2 separate regions of the Anas platyrhynchos genome follow, and region 2 is linked to region 1. Evidence: chromatin contacts called from public Hi-C data. All regions are on one chromosome and are shown on one strand. The core of a region is the stretch at or near the end of the contact, and the rest is flanking DNA. Distances in the headings are between cores, read along the strand shown.

Region 1 (5,929 bases), core at 1,794-4,293:
TTGTGAGCTAGGGGTCAGCCTCTTCTCACAGATAACTAGTGAAAGAACTAGAGGGAATGACCTCAAGTTGCACCAGGGGAGGTTTAGGTTGGAAATTGGGAGACATTTCTTCTCAGAAAGAGCAGTCAGGCAGTGGGACATGTTGTCCAGGGAAGTGGTGGAGTCACCGTCCCTGGGGGTGTTTAAGGAAAGGTTGGTCTTGCTACTTAGGGACATGGTTTAGTGGGTGACATTGGTGGTAGGGCGATGGTTGGACCAGATGATGTTGGAGGTCTTTTCCAACCCTAATGATTCTATGATCCTGCATACATCTCTCCTAAATTCAGATAACAGATCAAATTGATGAAACCACAGATATGAAAAAGGAAAAAAGAACTAGACGGTGGAAAGCCAAAAGTGCCTGGCAAAGTATAATCATGCTTATAGGTCTGTACAATAGTTTCTCTCTTAAGTCACATGGCTTCTCATCTATTTATATTTACTGTGCATATAGGTTCCATTGAAAGACTTTCAGAAGACCCTTCATTTTGCTAACTTTTTTTTCCCCAAACAAGTTCAATTTTGAGTTAAAGACCTTCCTTTTCCTCTGGCCTGTCACAATCTTAGTCTGGAGAGATATCATGGCTTGTAACAGGGCCCTTCTACATTCATGAAACATGGAGTAATGCACAAATTTTGACCCTGAAGCTACCAAAAGTGCTTTGGTAGCAGAACCGGTCCTGTGCCACCCCTCCCACTCACTTGGTCTATGCATTTCATATTTGTGCAGGCAGGTCCAGCTATGAGGTCTTGCCAGAACTACCAGGCTACAGGTTTTCCATGGCTTCTGCCTGTAGGCAGGGCACATGACAAATCCAAAGATCTATTTAAGTTGCAAGCTCACCTCAGATCTTGTTGTACCAGCCAACAGCTGGGTAGCTCAGTGAACTCAGGCACTGGAAATTATCTGACCGATTTCTGCTTCCCAGAGAGTCACTTAAGACTTAGGGAGATCATGCAACCGTGTTTGCTTTGAGATTGCCTGTAGTACCGAGGCAAACTCATTTACAGCAAGTTTGGATATCTCTGCTAAACATTATTTTGAGTTCAATCACTTCACTATCATATGTTCACCTACCTAGGTGCAAATATTCATGCCAAAGGAATTAGATGACACCAAAGATGCAATGCAAACCCAACAGAGTGTTACTGATCAGTAACTTACCAGTCTGAGTGAAACAAAGAAACACCATAGACCAGGCCACTTGCCATTAAAGTATCAAAAGTAACACAGTAAAAACCTAAATCTGTGACAAAGGGTCGAAACAGGGAATTTTGATTCTTGCCATGTCTTTTGCCACAGTGAAAATAAAAGTTTCTGCCTCTTTGACCTGGGAAACAAGAATGAATCTTTGTGTTTTAAGAAAAAGAAGATGAACAGGTGACATTACTCTGCTTGGTCAGAAGTTCAGGGCAAAGGTCATTACTCACTTCTACAGCACTCCTTGGGGAGCAAGTGTGAAAGAGGAAATCCTGATGCTCGTGTTGACTCCTTTTCCAGAAAGTCTGAGGAAGCTGCCAAGGCCTGGCACCTCTTCCTTGGGAGGGGTGGAGGAGGAAGAAGAGGAGCTGTCCAGACCTGGAGGAGCCCTCCTCTTCCTGGCAGCTTGTCCCTTCCCTTCACCCATGATGAACCAAAGCATGACCCATTTCTTCACTTATTATGTAAGGGTTGTGTATTTTTTTTTTTTTAAGTGAATAAAAGTTACAGAGTAATTTTAAAATCCGCATTGTTTTTCCTGGAATTTATTACCTAGAATAAGATCAGTGCACAGCCAGTATTCTAGAGTGAAGAAAGTGCAATGGAGATTCTACCTTCACATTATCCACCCTATTTCTTAAAGGATCAGTTTGCTTGTGATATTCACTCACCACAGAGAGAGTGAGGAAAATTAACCTCCTGAGATGCAGAAAGATTTGTTCTTTACCTATGTTCACTTTGACTTCCAACTTGATCTGTTTCTCTTGACGCGGTTCCTGCCATCCAGTCAATGTGGATTCAGCATGCTTTTAGCAGAGGTGAGGTCTGTTCTCACATGAGCCGGAAGAGCTGATAACATAACAACAACAACAACAACAAAAGGTATAGAGAATGTAAGCACCTGAATAAGTGCATGCTTATATCACAGACTCAACAGAAAAGGGGGGAAAGAAAACTACGCTATTCTCTTACCAGTGAAGTTACATGCCAAACACATAAGGGTGGCCTCCTTAAGCTGTGAATAGCCCAGCTGTGAGAAACATTGCAAGGGAAATTCACATCAATCCCTGCTCTAAAGCAGTCCCTGCAGAAACTGCTTTTTATCTGCCACACAGCCCACAGAGACCTGCCTCGGCTTAGTCACCTGCAGTACCTGAAGGCAGACAGGACGGCTGTGCCCACAAACGCTACGTGCCCATGGTGTTCTTCACTACAGTGCCACAAGGTCACAGCATGAGGAGAAAACGCACTGGCAGGGCACAGAGAAGGCAGCTTTTCAGGGTTTTCAGGGCCTGCATTTTTTGCACAGTTGACATCACCAATTCCATCTAACGAAATGGCTGCGCTTCAAGTATTTCTGTGGAAGGCAGACACTGCTCGGCGAACGGCGGGTTTCTGAGGAGCAGGGACAGCGACGCTCCCAGCCCACACGGCTGCGGCCACAGGTAGGGCCTCCATCAGGTGCCGGCAAATCCTGCCCTCGGCCCCCCGGAACCCATGTAATGCCCTTCATGGCTGGGGGGCTAGGGCTTCTCTCACTGGGATAACCCCACAAAAACCCGAGGACAACACACCACGCTCCTTCGCGTCTCCAGGCGTGTTTGGACACGAGCCGTTCTGCTCACGGCCGCCGCTCGCGTTTCTCTTTTGATTTTACAACTTCTCGTAAAAGCTGCCGGAGGCCGCGGGGAGGCCGAAAGCAGCCTCCCTGCCCCACGTGGACCTCGGCCCGGCTGCCGGTGCCCCCCGAAACCGAAAACCCCCGCCCTGAGTCACCCCGCGGCGAGGTGAGCCCGGGGGACGGCCCGGGGGGCGGCCCGGCCCGGGGCGGGCGGGGAGCGGCGGCGGCACCGCCCCGGCCGGGCCTTTATAGCGCCCGCCCCAGGCTGCTGCCGGCACAGCTTCGGCCGTGCGGTGCCTGGCCTCCTGCCCCGCTCCTGGGCTGGTAAGTGCCGCTCCGGGCTGTATCGGCACGGAGAAGCCATCGCTGCTCGCGGTGTGGGGACGGGGCAGGGCGCTGCTGCCCCGGGGTGCCGAGGGGAGAGGCCGCTCCCGGCCGCCGCGTGGTTTGCAGCAGAGATAGGCGCGCTGAGGGATGGGCCTGAGAAAATAATCATTTAGGGGACTGAGTGACTCGTATAGCTGCTAAGCGCCTTTAAAAATAGCTGTCCTCAGGTGATTTGTGCTGAAGGGAGAGTGCGCCTGCAGAAATGCGAGCTGCATCTGAGCAGTGTGCGTGAGGCACGGCTTGCCTTCTGAGCTGCTTACAAAGCAGGGGGTGCAGCTGCATTAGCAGTTCGCTTGGGACTGGGTCTGCATTTTTTAAACGAATGCACTGATGCTCTCCCACGCTTTGGTTTGTGCCCCAGGGTGGCCTGTACTTGTACTGCAGTGCTTTGAATTAAGCTGGAAGATGCACTGAGATGGCAGTAGGCGCTCTGTTTGGTGACAGAACAGCTAGTGCAACCTGAAAGCCTGGGGTGCAGAAACAACGTGGGGCACCAACTCTAGTCTGCGGGGGGGAAAAAAAAAAAGCTAATGTAGATGAAAGGAAAGTTCCTGTGGAGTCTCCTAATGATTCTTTATAGTTACCTTACTATTGTTTTTAATGAACTGAGGGTGCATTCTTCCTCCCCAGAAAGAAATTCCCTGACTTGAACTGTATTTCTTCTTTTTAAAAAAAGGAGTACTTTGTAGCTCCTTCCTGCATCACTTTTCCAGACTAGTCTTTTTTAATAGCCATTTGGGAGGATTGCTACCATATGAGCTTGATGACAAGAAGTAGCTGCCTGTAAGAGGTCAAGGCAGAAGGCATTCCAAGCCTCTCTAATACCTCTCAGTGAGGTAACCGCAAGACCAGACTGTCAAGAGTTTGTGGTAGGCAGGGTTATGCAAGTGCCCAGCATCAACATGATGCAGCTGACAGCTACCGAGGTACTGAAAACATGAGCTTTCCCTTCCAGGTCTTAAAAGGGCTGTTCAGTGCTCTTAGGAGTCTTGCTACGAGGTAGTAATGATCAGTTAGATAGGTACAAACTGCTGGACTGCAATTAAATCCATCTGCCACTTTCTGACTGTTAGTCTATGCTGCAGTATCCAGGACTACAGATTTTTCCTATTTCCCTGTCTCATTTATTTGCATGTCACAAAATCTGGCTACGTATTTAAATGTACAAAAAAAGCTTCAAGCAATGAAACAACCTTTTGTTGAACTTACGGCAATAATATGCAATCTTCCACAGTAAGCGACCTCTTAATTTTCGTCAGTTGTATCGTGACTTACACTGAAACCAAGTAAGACAACAGAAAGCTGATGCTGCAGGCTACAACATGCTACTAAATTCTCTTTCCTTTTCAGAATCAAAACAAAACAGAAGAGGAACGAAGTGAGAAGTTAGCTAACACCATGAAGCTATTAATCTTCCTCTCAGTAACCCTTGCCACTCTTGTCACGGGACTAGATCCAGTAAGTTTTAAAATAAATTAGAGGGGTTCTAGTTGGAACCACTTTTATTTCTTTGATTATACTTCTGCTTTGGACAGGGTACTAGGAGTTCAATCTGAATGCTTCTTTCTGCTGCCTTTGCATGTACGTTTGCTGCACATATACTTCCAAGAAACCTTTTTGAACCCTTTGATTTCCTTCTGATTTTCTTCTAACTTAAGGTGTCTTCTAGAGCACAAATAGTGAAGACACCATGCAATAACCAAGAAATTTATCTTATATTTTCTCATAATGCAATCTAGTTTTGGACACCAAGTACCAAGAATCTGATAGCCTTTCATGCAGGTGGATATTAGACCTTAAGTAAAGTTCCACCTTACCTTACTTGAGTGCAAAGCCTTAAAAAAAAAAGCAATGGACTGAGTATTTTTGACTCAGAACTTATGTGACAGTTAACATCTATTAGTAGAGCCATTTCCTGATATTAAGGAATTATGTTGCTACTGTGACACTTCAGCTCAGACAAACCCCCTTGACCCCTGTAAAAAGACTAGTTTTATCTCTTTATCCATGGGAGCAAATATCCAGCCTGCAAAGTGGAGGCAGAACCTGGAGTTCGGGTTGAAAATCTATTGTTGTGTAAATCTACTGGCTATTATCCCATAGCACAAACACAAAACATGAAGGTCACTAAAAGGACAGGCAGCTGGAGGATATTTCATCTTTGTACTGCTTAGGAACTGAGAGGTGGGGAGGGAGAAATCTGATTCCACAGGGACCCTTGAGAGCTGCCCAGGTCCTCACAGAAGAAATACCTGCAGTGTTGACCTGATGTGGTGGACTGAGTTGGTAAAGGTTTTTCAGACTGTTAGTTTTGGTTTTATTTTTTTCTCCTTTTTTGGTATGGCATTTTCTTGTCTGTGCTGCTGAAACTATGTTCCACTTTGCATTTGCATGCAGACTCTGCAGAGCAAGTTGAGCTGGTAACTATGAGCAAAAACCTTTTAAAGCATTGGGGAGAGCATGCAGTAGGGAACACAGCTTAGGCATGTAATGGGTAACAAAAAAAAAACAAACAAAAGTTTCCTTAAATATCTTTTTTCTTCCCTGTAGGCTTATGGCATGAAGCACTACAGACCATCACATAAACACAAGGGTAAGTATCTGCCTGTTAATTTAAAAAGAGCTTGTTAACCTTGATGAAGGGACTTTTTAATGACACTTAAACAGAAAACTTAGTTTGC
Region 2 (5,929 bases), core at 1,577-4,076, 58 kb before region 1:
TGGCACAGTTCGGATCACCGGCTGACCATCTGAGATGCTCAGCAGTGCTCAAGAAAGCGTTGCCGAGAGCCATCTAGCGGCAGCAGCAAATCTTGCTGCAGAACCGCTGCAGAGCTTGAAAGTGAACGCCTACGGCAAACACTCACTGCAATATTTAGCTGATGTGCAACTCCGGCTAAAGCTGAATAACTGCACACATAAATCATTCCCAGGTGTAAAGACCCTGGCTGCCAAGATCTCTAGACTGCCAGAGGATTCAAACCACATCCACAATGGTTATTTTACAGTATTTAACTCTGGGGTTTAATTAGCTAAGTAAATGCTTCCACTTTAAGGGTTTATGAATTACCCACATTGCAGAACTATATTCCTTTCAGTCGTCTTCAACTATGTGTGTGTCCTGCTCTTGACATTACAACTTCTGTGTTTGTTGTCCTCTCCACTTGTAAAAAACCTCTTTGTGCTCATTTGCTTGCATGCCCTTGTTTAAATCTAACCTTACAATAGGAACTTGAAGCAGGTGACCCTGCCTTCTTATCATAAAGCATTTCCTCTGCTGACCTGCTATCTTGTCTTCTCTCAGGTCAACAGAGCCCTTTAGAGATGGGCTACTTATTTACAAAAGCCAGCAAGAATTTCCAGTGATGTATGGCAATAAAAGGAGAGGAAAAAGAGTTGCAATAATAAGTCATGTCCGGACATCACTACAGAAACAGAACTAATCAAATTAAAAATAAATAAATAAATAAACTTATTAGAGAAAAGACTGAGAAGAAATTGATCTTGCCCTTTTCTGTGTCATTTACCTCAATGGAGAAATCACAAACAATCATTTACGTTCAGTTTTCTAAGCTTAAAGAGATTTCTGGCAGTTAGGAAATTATCTCAGCAGCTCTGTATTTTTTAATTATTTGAAGGGAAATTGTCAGCTGGCAATGAAATGTTTGAGGAAAACAACAGATTTACACAAGATAGCTAAATGCATATATTAACATTCATTTCTAATCATCTATTTAAAACAGTCTTTTAATACTACATATAAAAAGGATGGCGGGAAACAACAGAAAAATGTTGAAGTACATCCCATGATCCTATCAGAATTCATTTAAGGCATTTTTCTTGAAAATTAATGCAGGTCTAACATCAGGATGGGCCAGCTATGAGGTAATCACTCTTTCTGTGCATCTCAGAAACCTCCTACTGCAAAAAAAGTCTAAGCATCAGTATCTACTACAACAACTAACCAGCTTATCTCAATTATTAATTGCTTGTGTTTTTCAGAAAATAATGATTCAATTCTCTGTTTGTATGCACACTGTAACAGGGCAGAAATCAAAGACCAGAAAGCATATATTTTAGCTCCCAGGAGCTAAATTAAGGTTTTCCAGGCTAAAGGTGCCACTTGCTTCTGTCATGTGTCACACTACAGGCAAGAGAACCTCTAACCACTGTTTTTAATAGTTTGCCTAGACAACTTGTGCTGAAAGCCTAACCTCCACTAAGAGCATCTCTATAGGGTCTCTTCAAATAGTTATCCACTAGCAGGAGTAATAAGGGAGAAGTAAGCATGCTTATATATTGAGACAAAAAAAAGACAACTCACAAGAAATCTACAGTAAAAGAGAGACAACTCTAGGAACTGGAGGTGGTGAGAGAAACATTTACTTAATTGCCTGAAGTAATGGCCCCACTGTTAATGAGTACAGGAGGTGTAAGGAACCAGATCACATCTGACAGGGAGGTAGTTCCTGTATAAGGATTCTTGAAACAAACCCACAGTCTGTGCTTGAGAAATAAAGCTTGGTATTTTTATTACACGAGTGCATACTGCCCCCAAAAGGCAGCATCTCACTCTTCCACTCTCATGGTTGCTTTTTTCTGCTGGTCTCTTTTGCCTGCACTAACTTTTACTGCAGATGTCAAGTGATGCTCATCAGGAAAAAAATCCCACCTTCATGTACAAAAGGATGGAATCTGAGCAGACCGTGACTATTCACAAGTAAGAAGGGCAACAAGGATGACCACAGGTAGGTAATGCTGCGGTACGAACGAAGGCTAAGTGAACTGGGACTCTTCAGACTAGAAGGAAGACAACTGGAAAGTGACGTGATGCTTGCACAGAAAATAACAAGAGGCCTCAAACATTTAAAATTAATATTTTAAATACTAGCCCCAAAAGACACTTTGCTGTAAGCAGACCTTAGTGTTTTCCGAAATGCGTAGTCCAGTGGCAGCACACACGCTGTGATCAGAGAAGCGAAGAGGAGTGATCCAGGAGGAGGCCAGGTGCATGAGCGGGGTGCAATCCACACAGGAGAGGAGCCCAAGAATGGCCAGCAGCGAAATGCCGTGCCTCTGTGCCTCTGTGCCTCAGTGCCTCAGCGCCTCAGCCCTGCAGGGACGCCGCCCGCTGCCAGGGCGCAGGCCCACGCCTGTGAGGCAGCCAACACGGGGCTGCGGGCTCGGGGGGCTCTCTATTACCTGAGAGGAAAGTGTTGGGAGCTGGGCTCTTCTCGCAGATAACTAGCGGTAGGACTAGAGGCGATGGCCTCAGATTACACCAGGGGAGGTTTAGGTTATAATTTGGGAGATTTTTCTCCTCAGAAAGAGCGGCCAGGCGCGGGGTTGCCCAGGGAGGTGGTGGCGTCACCGTCCTGGGGGGGGTCAAGGAAAGGTTCCTGGGGACGTGGTGTGGTGGGTGGCAGTGGCAGCAGGGGGGTGGCTGGGCCAGATGCTCCTGCAGGGCTTTTCTTACCTTAGCGGCCCTGTGGCTCCGGGCTCTGCCGAGAAGCGGCAGCGGGCGGCCGCCAGGAGGAGCCCCCGGGCCGGGCCGGGCGGCTCGGGCGGGAAGAGGCGGGAAAGGGGGGGGCGGCCGAGCCCCTGCAGGGGAGCTGCTCCGAGCCTCCCAGGGGAGTGCTGCTCAAAGCGCTCTAGCTTTCAGACACAAGCTGTTTCTACTCGTTCGAAAGCTTACACTGGCTTCCATTCCACATACGACCGCTGGATTTACGCACATTACAGTGGTTTTGCGTTTTCTGCTACTCGGGGTAGCCCTAAGAGCAGCTCACGGTTCCCATGTCTGAAATCCGCCCCGGCGCAGAGGTGAGGGACCCCTGCCCCAGGGCTGCCCCCAGTGCGTGAGGTGACAGCCGGGCGAGCTGCGTGCCTTCCCCTGCCACATGGTGCTCTGCACAGGCTAATTCCTGCTGTGCCTCTGCAGGCAACAAACCCAGTCAGAGCTGGGAACCTTCTGCGAGGCACTTAACTGCAGATCCGAGTGAGAAGGAAGAATTGTTTAACAAGTATAATGCAACACGAGGAACGGCACGTTTCTGTGACAATGTCCAGTTCAAACACAACAGCCTGTGAGAGCTTACTGTTCTTGAAAAGTCCTTTTCAGATAAGGCATCTATTTGTGAGCTAGGGCACTTTGCAAGAGTTGCTTCAACACAACAAGACCGACACCACCAGGCAATTTACATTTGTAAATAGAGGTCTGCAACTGTCAGATGTTTAGTTGCTGGTTTTGCAGTGCCCTCAGACAAGCTCTACACTTCTTGCTTCTATCTCTTCATTTGCAGGATGATGATGGCACTTCTAAGCCCTATAAATCATGGACAGAGCCATGACTGGCAACTGGTCCATAAAGAATGAAGACTTGTTAACAGTCAGTGAAGTTATGCCAACTAACATCCCCCGCAAAATTGCTCTGTTCTTGCTGTGGGTGTATTCATTTAGGCAATGAATATCAGTGTGTGGGATTAACCAGACAAACCTGTAGCCAGTGAGAAATGAATATTATGTAGGGTGTGCATCACTCTCAGCAATCCATGATTAATACTTGCTTCTACCAAACTTTATGCTTTTCATAAATTCCAGAATACCAAGCTCTGGTTTGCTCAGGTGTCTTTCTTTTTCTAACTTCAGCACACTGGAGGTTGTGGCTCCCCAGGTGATTTGCAAAGAAAAAACAAGAAAAAAAAATGGGGGGGGGGACGGGGACACGAACTAGTTTTTGTGTCAAACTTTAATGCGCATCCCCACTGCAAGCAGAATTGCATTGCTGTTTGTGGTTTAAAGTCCCCAGGGCAGTTTGCCACGGCCAAAGGAAATGTTTACTACAGCTGTGAGATGTTACGTGCTGTTGATTTTAATTGCTTTTCAAAATGTGAAGACAACTGTGATATTTGGAAAAGATGGGTGAGCTGCACTAATAAGCTCTGTTTTGAAGCAGATCTAGTTCACACTGTGCCATTCAGGCTTCTCTACGAAACCTTGCCAGTACCCTGGGGAGTTGGGAAGGAAAGGAAGGATCTTAGGCATGCCCTACCTGGCCAAAGAAGTGAACCTGGTTAACAGTTTATTTGGAGCTGTATCAACAGAGGCCTGTGTCCTTTCTTGCAGGATTCTACAGTAAAAGCAGCAAGTGTTAACCACAGAGCTACAGAGATGCTGCATTAACCCCCTATTTTGAGTAAAAGCAATGCTGAACATCAGATTTAGCAAAAGTTATTTGGTTCAAGTAGGAGCTGTCTTAGGAATTAGCAGTTTGCTACTTATAGGAGAAATAGGGAGCCAGAAATGCACCTTGGTTGAGGGCTTTGAAGGGCTCCTCAGATCTTTGGGAACACTCCAGTTCCAGACTGATGTCCATCTGGAGGCTGTTCCCAAAAGGTTTTAGACCCTGTTTCCGGCTGGTGATGAATGAAGCAAATTAATTACTTCTGCTGGACAATCAGTATTCTGGGATTTTGACTCACCTAGAAGTGGGTCGGATGTGCAGTGTGGGTGCTGATGACAGCTGGGTGGTCTTGAGTGATGGGAAATGGTGCAATTCTCTTCATCCAGCCCCTGGTAATCCAAGAGCGTAGGCTTCTTCCGGGGACTTGTGTAGAGTTTCATCCCCAAACATAAGAGTGCTTTTCTCACTAGCATGAGCTGAGCCAAACAAGTGTCTTGTCAGATGGTCAGGAAGATTTGCTTCAGGAAAGCTGTACTCTGCAGACCCCACAGCCAGTTTTTTGTTTTGTTTTGTTTTCTTCAGCTGTGAGCAAACCTAGCAATAAAGTCAGACAAGACATAATCAAAGGAAACTAGTGCAACCTGGCAGATTCAAAAAGAGTAGCTGGAGCAAAGCTACTGCTATCATCCTGTCATTCCCAGATAACCAGCCGCTTTACGATAAAACAGGATGTAAATGGGATTTTTGATCGTGGCTCCCAGTTTCTATTCCTCCATGACAGCTAGGAGTGACACCTTGTATGCAAGTTGCTCAGCTCAAGCTGGAGCACCTGGAGTTACATACCTACTTAGAAATACAAGATCTTCAGAAATGCTTAAGTAATTTCAAAGCAAGCTCTGGGTGTTCAGCATCTCTGGGGAAAAATATTAAAATAAAAATAGTCTGCTGTTATGTGCCAAATATTTCTTCTTGGATGGCTGATCTCACACATTCTGGCTCACCTCTCCTTTGACCTCTCTGAGACCTATTTTCCTCCTCTAGATTATGAAAATAGTTATATCTTTCTCTGTAATTTGGCTGAACAATACAACACAAATACTAGTTATGATTAATTGCTATCATCGTCACACAACAGGAATAGATAAATCATTAATTTCACCATTTCTAAAGATATTGGCTTTCAAGCTGTTTTAATGACAGGCTATATGAAAAAAATACAGCCACTTGCACATACCTACCTTGCAGAAATTACAGCCAAAGCCACAGTCTTACTAACACGGGCATTATCTGTTAATAAACAGGCATTTAGGATTTCTTTGCATAAACAATTACAGGCAGGTCTGAGCAATCAGAGGCAAGTCCATGCCAGCTGACTTCACCGCCCAGTCCCAGGTGCCCGTGAACAAGAAGGGACTGTTGGCAAATTCTACCTGCCCAGGCCCTGAGCGCACCTCCCCTGCTCCGGGG

What was found. Hi-C and Micro-C count contacts between places; a contact is called where the count stands out from the background.
Region 2: a contact with region 1 is called in a Hi-C map of subcutaneous adipose tissue, with 2.3 times the contacts expected there. The contact joins the enhancer-like site here to the promoter of PLAU in region 1. A contact is called at or near these places in 4 of 8 Hi-C or Micro-C datasets (F1 follicle, skeletal muscle and subcutaneous adipose tissue).

Annotation. Positions count from the first base shown.
Region 1 is chr6:19,301,653-19,307,581 of IASCAAS_PekinDuck_T2T, reverse strand. It overlaps PLAU (plasminogen activator, urokinase), which reads left to right and starts at 3,043. Exons shown (of 11, transcript XM_027459832.3): 1 at 3,043-3,185; 2 at 4,599-4,706; 3 at 5,799-5,841. The coding sequence starts at 4,647.
Region 2 is chr6:19,359,843-19,365,771 of IASCAAS_PekinDuck_T2T, reverse strand. No RefSeq gene overlaps it. Among named protein-coding and RNA genes, the nearest start is that of CAMK2G, 13 kb to the left of the region's middle. Within about 2 kb of position 2,826, at least 4 of the 8 cell types and tissues checked have an H3K27ac peak or open chromatin away from gene starts, as enhancers often do. A contact at or near this core is called in subcutaneous adipose tissue, where this site is marked.